2 separate regions of the Mus musculus genome follow, and region 2 is linked to region 1. The links are chromatin contacts, called in public promoter capture Hi-C maps. All regions are on one chromosome and are shown on one strand. The core of a region is the stretch at or near the end of the contact, and the rest is flanking DNA. Distances in the headings are between cores, read along the strand shown. Region 1 holds the start of Cacul1 (CDK2 associated, cullin domain 1). Region 2 overlaps Grk5 (G protein-coupled receptor kinase 5).

Region 1 (2,963 bases), core at 199-2,698:
CCACCACTCTGAACTAAAAAGCACTACTACCTTATTCTTTACCTAGCTATGGAAGCACACTGCCTGATTGTGAACATTTTGGGGTCAGTTTTTATCTTCTATCTGCAAGTGAATTTCAAGGCAGACCGCTAAAAAGTTCAACCTGCGGTAGGATCCTGGTTACAGTCACTTGCTGAACCGCTTCTCTGGAACGTGATTTTACACATCAACTTCAAAGACTTGTAGCAGTTCCCACTACATAGTAGAAGTAACTAAGAATTCCCTGACAGGATGCAAAAACTCACAGAGAACAAAGAGTTGCTAGAGACCAACGTTCAGAAGCCCGATTTGCTAAAAGTACAGCGGCAAAGAATACAAGAACACATTTCTTTGCTCTCTGGTTGAAAAAAAAAGACGAAAGGCCTCTAACGAAATTCAAGACCGCCTTACTTTTCCCTCTCGCTCTGTAAGGTGAAACTTTGAAGGGGACACCCTAGAGAAGAGCTTACTAATGTTGAGAGATGATCAGGAGTATTAAAGATCTTTTCTAAAGCATAAGCTGAGGCTGCGCAGGTGTAACAGGCAACACTGGCTGGCTGGCCGGATACTGGCCGCAGACACCGAATCAGGGTGGGAGGGTTAAGAGAAGGAAAGAGAACTAAGCCTGGAACAAAGGAAGTGGAGTTACTCTCAGGGCGGGGGGATTCCACGAGCTGGTGTGGAGAAGCCTGGCTGGGGGGTGGGGGTGGGGTCGTGGAGGAGGGACAGACTCACGGAACTTGGAGGTGGAGGTGTTGATGTTGATAGTGGAGCTGGAGGTGGGGGCAGGGGCCGTCTTGGCCACCGCGGCGGCTGCGTCGCAGCTCTTCAACATCATGATCACCCCGTTTGGTTCCGGCAAGGGCGGAGGCCCCATCGGGAGCCCTTCCTTAGGACCCTTCCTCTCCATGGAGCCCGCGTGCACAGCCAGCAGCTGTCCCCCCGGGAGTTCTCGGCCTGGATCCGGGATGGACGACGAGGGCCGCGGCGGCGGCGGCGGGGGCAGCGGCGGGGCCGGCGGAGGCTGGCGGAAACTGTCCGCGGCGGCCTCCCAGTTGTTGTGATTCTGGTCGTCCATCATTGCCTCGTAGGTGAGCATTTCCTCCTCCTCCATGCTCTCCTCCATCCCGCCGGGCCGCGGCTTCCCAGGCACCTGCCCGCCCACCTCAGCCCCCGGGCCTGGGAGCGCAGAAGCCGCCTCGAGTTCACATCGCCCGGAGCCCTCGCGGGTGCGGCGGAAAATCCAGTGGCGCACCGAGCGCTTTCGCCCTCCGTCAAGACGACTCCGCCGGAGGAACCGCTGACTGAGGTGGGCACTCCCGGGGTCTGGTTCTGAGAGGCAGCCGCAAAGGGCTGACGTCCCTCACGACATTTTACAGCAGTTTCTTCTGGCCTTTGGAAAGGGCTCTGGGGGAGCGGCCAGGAAGGCACGTGATGCGAGGGACGGCCTGGAGAAAGCTGGGCGAAAAGGGGGCGGGAGCTATGAGTCACCTCAAGGCGAATGCACCCAGCGGCGCGATTCCCTCTCCCTCCCCTCCCCACTCCCCCCTCCCCATCAGTTTAGACCAGGTGTCCAGACCCGGATTCGCTGGCCCCGCCCCCGGCCGACATTACGTGATAAAGGACTTTGGTCTGCGCACGCGCATTCTCTAACTTGTTGCCACAACTAGTCTGGGTGTGCCCGAGAGTGGACCCAAAAACGGCGCACCAACGCTCTTATGTTTAACAGCCCCCTTCCCTTTTCTTTTTTAGTCTTTTCGTCTTTTCTTTTTTCTTTTTGTACTCCAAACTGGGCTCCAACTAACTCCAAGCAGTCCTCTTTCCTCAGCCTTCTGAGTGTCCCTTCATACCCCATGCTGGCTAACCTTTCCATAGTGAGGGTCCCCCACCGACACAGGCTTTTTGCCACCCAGACCTTGACCTCGCAGCCTGAGCCTTTGCTTGGGGAATGAAAGGACAGTGTGGCAGTAGGCCCTGGGTACAGACTCCAAAGGGTAGACTGTTGGTGTGTGCCGTTTTTTAGCCCTAGGTATCCCAAACTAAGAAGGACAGAATATTGATTCAGAAATTGCACAATATACATTCCTTCCCAGAGTATGTGAAACATTTACAAAAGATAAACATACTGTGTCTCTAAGCAAGTGTCTCTGCATGTCTGAGGACTGACATAACCACATTCTCTGACCACTGTGCAGTTAGAAACTATTAGGGTTCTCTAGAGTCACAGAACTTATGGAATGTCTCTATGTATTAAGAGAAATTATTGGGATGAATGACAGTCTGCAGTCCAGCTAACTTAGCAATGGCCAGCTGTGATGGGGAGCTCTAAGAATCTAAGTAGTTGCTCAATCCCACCAGGCTAAGTCAGCTGGTCTTCTGTATAAACTAGAATCCTGAAGAAATAGGTTCCAACAGATGTGTTGGCAAGTGCAAGCAGGCAAAGAATGAATGCTTTTTCCATTGTCCTTATGTAGACCTCCAGCAGAAGGTGCGGCCCAGATTAAAGATGTGTACCACCATGCCTGGACCTAAGCTTTTGTTTAATGGAACTTGCTCTGTCTCAGGCTGGGCTTGAACTCAGAGATATGCTTGCCTCTGTCTCCTGGGATTAAATGTGTATACCATCTTGTCTGGGCCTAAGCTTTTCCTGGGCACTGTGCCTCAAGTTCTAGATCAAAAGTGTGTGTCATCCCATGTCAAGACCTGGGTGTCTTCCAGCTTCAAGATCGGGATTGCAGGTGTTCCCTCCATTTCTGGATTGTAGTTCATTCCAGGTGTAGTCAAATTGACAAACCAGAAATAGCCATCACAGAAACCATTAACTGAAGGATAACTGGTAAGTCCCCACTGTGTTAATCTTTTATCAACTCATCAATCTGAAAGTGACTATGAAAACTTTTAGAACTGATGAGATTGGTACAATTATAGTAAACTTTCCTAGAAGG
Region 2 (2,963 bases), core at 348-2,847, 500 kb after region 1:
GGGGCCTGGGCTGCCTCATCTATGAGATGATTGAAGGCCAGTCACCATTTCGAGGTCGCAAGGAGAAGGTTAAGCGGGAAGAGGTGGATCGCCGGGTGCTGGAGACTGAGGAAGTGTATTCCTCCAAGTTCTCTGAAGAGGCCAAGTCCATCTGCAACATGGTAAGCTCCCGGTGAGCCAGATGCTGCTCATAGGTTGCTGCCCAGTGGTGCCTCCAGCCTCTGCCTACAACACCTGCATATTGGACAGGATACCCTGTGAATCAAGGAATATGGGTTGACGTGAACACCCATGAGTGTGTGTAGCTTTGTAGAAAAGTCAGCAAAGCATAAAGATGATAGCCCAAGTTGGTTCACAGGCAAGTTCCTGCCCTTGAACTTGGCCTCCTATTCCCTCCACTCTGGATTCTAGACACGGGGGACTGAGGACAAGGACTGCAAGAGAGGTGTTAAAGTCCTTGGAGTTGTTGAACATATTCTCAGTGTTCCATTCACTGTGTAGAACGGTGGTCCCAGCTCAAGTTCTGTATGGCAGCATGTGTGGATGGGCAGGACCTTCAAGTGAAGAGATTAGAGTGACTGGAGTGTGTTGGGGCCAGGTGTGGATACTGGACAGCTAAAGAGGAAGGAGTGATAGGGGCTGTAAGGTTCCCTCAGCCAAGGTGGACACTGTTCCATAGCTGGTCCTTAGGCCCTTCCTTGGGTTTGGTATGGAGTCAGCTACTTCCTGCTCTTGCCTGGCTCTCAGTCTCCTAAGACTCACCACAGGAAGATGCCCTCTGATGCTTTCTGTCCTCAAGTGCCTAGATACACACACTTGTAAGCCAATGTGGCAAAGTACCTTCCTCTGGAGCCATACTACACCCTGAGCAGCAAAGAAGAGAGCAGAGAGCAGAGGCCTGAAAGGGGCCTCTCCTCTCATTCCTGAGTCCCCAAGTAGCCCTGGGAAGGTTCAAGGGAACACATACCAGTAGCTCAGGGTAGAGCTTAGAGAAGACCAAGACTAGAAACTTGAAGTAACTAAGCTTCTACATTCAGAGGACCAGGGATCCCTGGGGGCTTGGCTACTTCAACCACCCCTGCTTGGCCACTTCTGTGTATAGAGCTGTGGTAAGGATGTGGGGCTGGATCTGCCCTCTGATCATATCTAAAAGAGGAAGTGTTCCTCTGCTACTGACATGTGTCAAAGACATGATGAAGAAGGTATGTAACATGTAGACCACAACCCCACAACCTGTTAACCAGTCTCAAAGAAGCACTGTCACAGCGGTGCAGTCGGGATGAGGTAGTGGAGAGATAGACAGCAGGGGTTAGGGATGTGGAGAGATGGCTGCCAGTGGTACTTGTTATGTCATGGTCAGCTGTCTGCGTGATGTAACAAGACTATAAGAGGCATCACATTCTTAGGTCAGGAGTCCCAAAAAGCCTGTCTCAAGAAACATCAATAGGGACATGGACATACTGAGAGAATGGAGCAAACATGATCTCTGCTTCTAACCACTACCACTATCACCACCTCTCCACTTCCCCACAAACCTCCATTTCAACCTCAGGTTTTGTGAGCTGAAGCTCTTGCTGTAACCAGGACCAAAGCTGTCCCTCTCCTGCCCCCTTGTGGCCACCGAGGGAAATGTGTTGGCTGAAAAGTGCCAAATGATTGTACACATGAAAGTACCTCCAGAAACCTCAAGCCTTGCTCTGTCTTCTCTTGGGGTCTTGGATTCTGGTCTGGACTTTGTAAGCCACAGCATCTCAGTCTGGCCACTCTGCTCTTATCCCTTTAGCAGGTGCTGACTCAGGCTACTGCAATACCTGACCTATAAACCATAGAGGCAGCTACACAATCAGCAGGGAAGTTGTTCTCCATTCCATCTTGGCAGCCATGCCCCTTGAGAGAGATGTCCACACACCCAGCTTTCCTGTCCCTTGGATCTAATGCTGAATCTGAGGCTCCTGCTGTGCCCCATCGCTGTAGCTTCTCCACACTCCCTTGAGTCCTTCACCATTTGACTCTCCCAGTCATTCCAGATCATATGTGGTCCCCCACATACAGGGAACTTACTCTGTCTTCTCCCACTGCACCCACACCTTCTCTCTTGATAATGTACGCCTGATACCATCCCTGACACCATATAGGTGGGTGTTCTATTCCACCTGTGTGGTATATTTTAGAAATAGACAAATACTAACTTAATAACCAAGCTTTTCAGATGAAGATATTTTATCCTAAAACCCTGATTTTCTATCACTTCTTTTGGAAAGCAGAAGTGTCGTTTACATACCATTCCTTCCTGGTAGAAGCTGATAAGCAACCCAGCCCTACCTCATCCTTTTTTTTTTCATCTTCTTATCCTTGATGATCCGGCCATCTGCCAGCACAGTAGACTCTAGGGGGCTGCATTAACAGGCTCAGCTACTGCACATTCTTGCTTCTTTGGTGTTTCTTGGAATGGATGGAGCATGGCCCAGTTACTTATGTCTAGAATAGAGAAACTTGGGGCCAGAGAGATGGCTCAGCAGGTAAAGCATTTTTTAATGCAATCCTGGTGATCTGAGTTCAAGTCCTGGAACCTCTGTGACAGGTAGAGGGACAAAGCTGACTCTACAAAGTTGTCCTCTGATCTCCATACAAATGCTGTGGCACATACATCGACACACAATAAGTGAACAATATAAAAAATACAATAAAATAGAAAAGAGAAGCCCAGAGGGTAGGCTCTAACCTGAGCCACCAGCCTGAGAGTATACACAGGGCAACTGAAAGCATGACAAAGATATGATCTGATCCTGTCCTTGCTGATGCTTCAGTTCTTCTAACTGGGGAGACATCCTCCTCCAGACTGAGTTTTAGGGGGTGGCACTGGGGAGGCTAGAGCTACAGTCACAGATGTTCCTTTGTCCTTCTGGCCTATGGGCAGATGGAAAGGCCCAGTCATATGACCTCACGAGACTCTCTTGTCACAG

Evidence for each region. Promoter capture Hi-C pulls out the DNA fragments that hold promoters and counts their contacts.
Region 2: a contact with region 1 is called in a promoter capture Hi-C map of pre-B cells, with 3 times the contacts expected there. The contact joins the enhancer-like site here to the promoter of Cacul1 in region 1. A contact is called at or near these places in 2 of 39 promoter capture datasets (hippocampal neurons and pre-B cells), 2 of 484 Hi-C or Micro-C datasets (large pre-B cells and muscle stem cells) and 4 of 115 datasets of contacts at active chromatin or transcription factors (embryonic limb bud and embryonic stem cells).

What each region holds. Positions count from the first base shown.
Region 1 is chr19:60,579,575-60,582,537 of GRCm38.p6, forward strand. It overlaps Cacul1 (CDK2 associated, cullin domain 1), which reads right to left and starts at 1,449. Exons shown (of 9, transcript NM_030197.2): 1 at 754-1,449. The coding sequence starts at 1,144.
Region 2 is chr19:61,083,109-61,086,071 of GRCm38.p6, forward strand. Grk5 (G protein-coupled receptor kinase 5) reads left to right here. Exons shown (of 16, transcript NM_018869.3): 12 at 1-161. It also overlaps a transcript of Zfp950 not described here. Among named protein-coding and RNA genes, the nearest start is that of Zfp950, 56 kb to the right of the region's middle. Within about 2 kb of position 1,598, at least 120 of the 459 cell types and tissues checked have an H3K27ac peak or open chromatin away from gene starts, as enhancers often do. A contact at or near this core is called in muscle stem cells and pre-B cells, where this site is marked.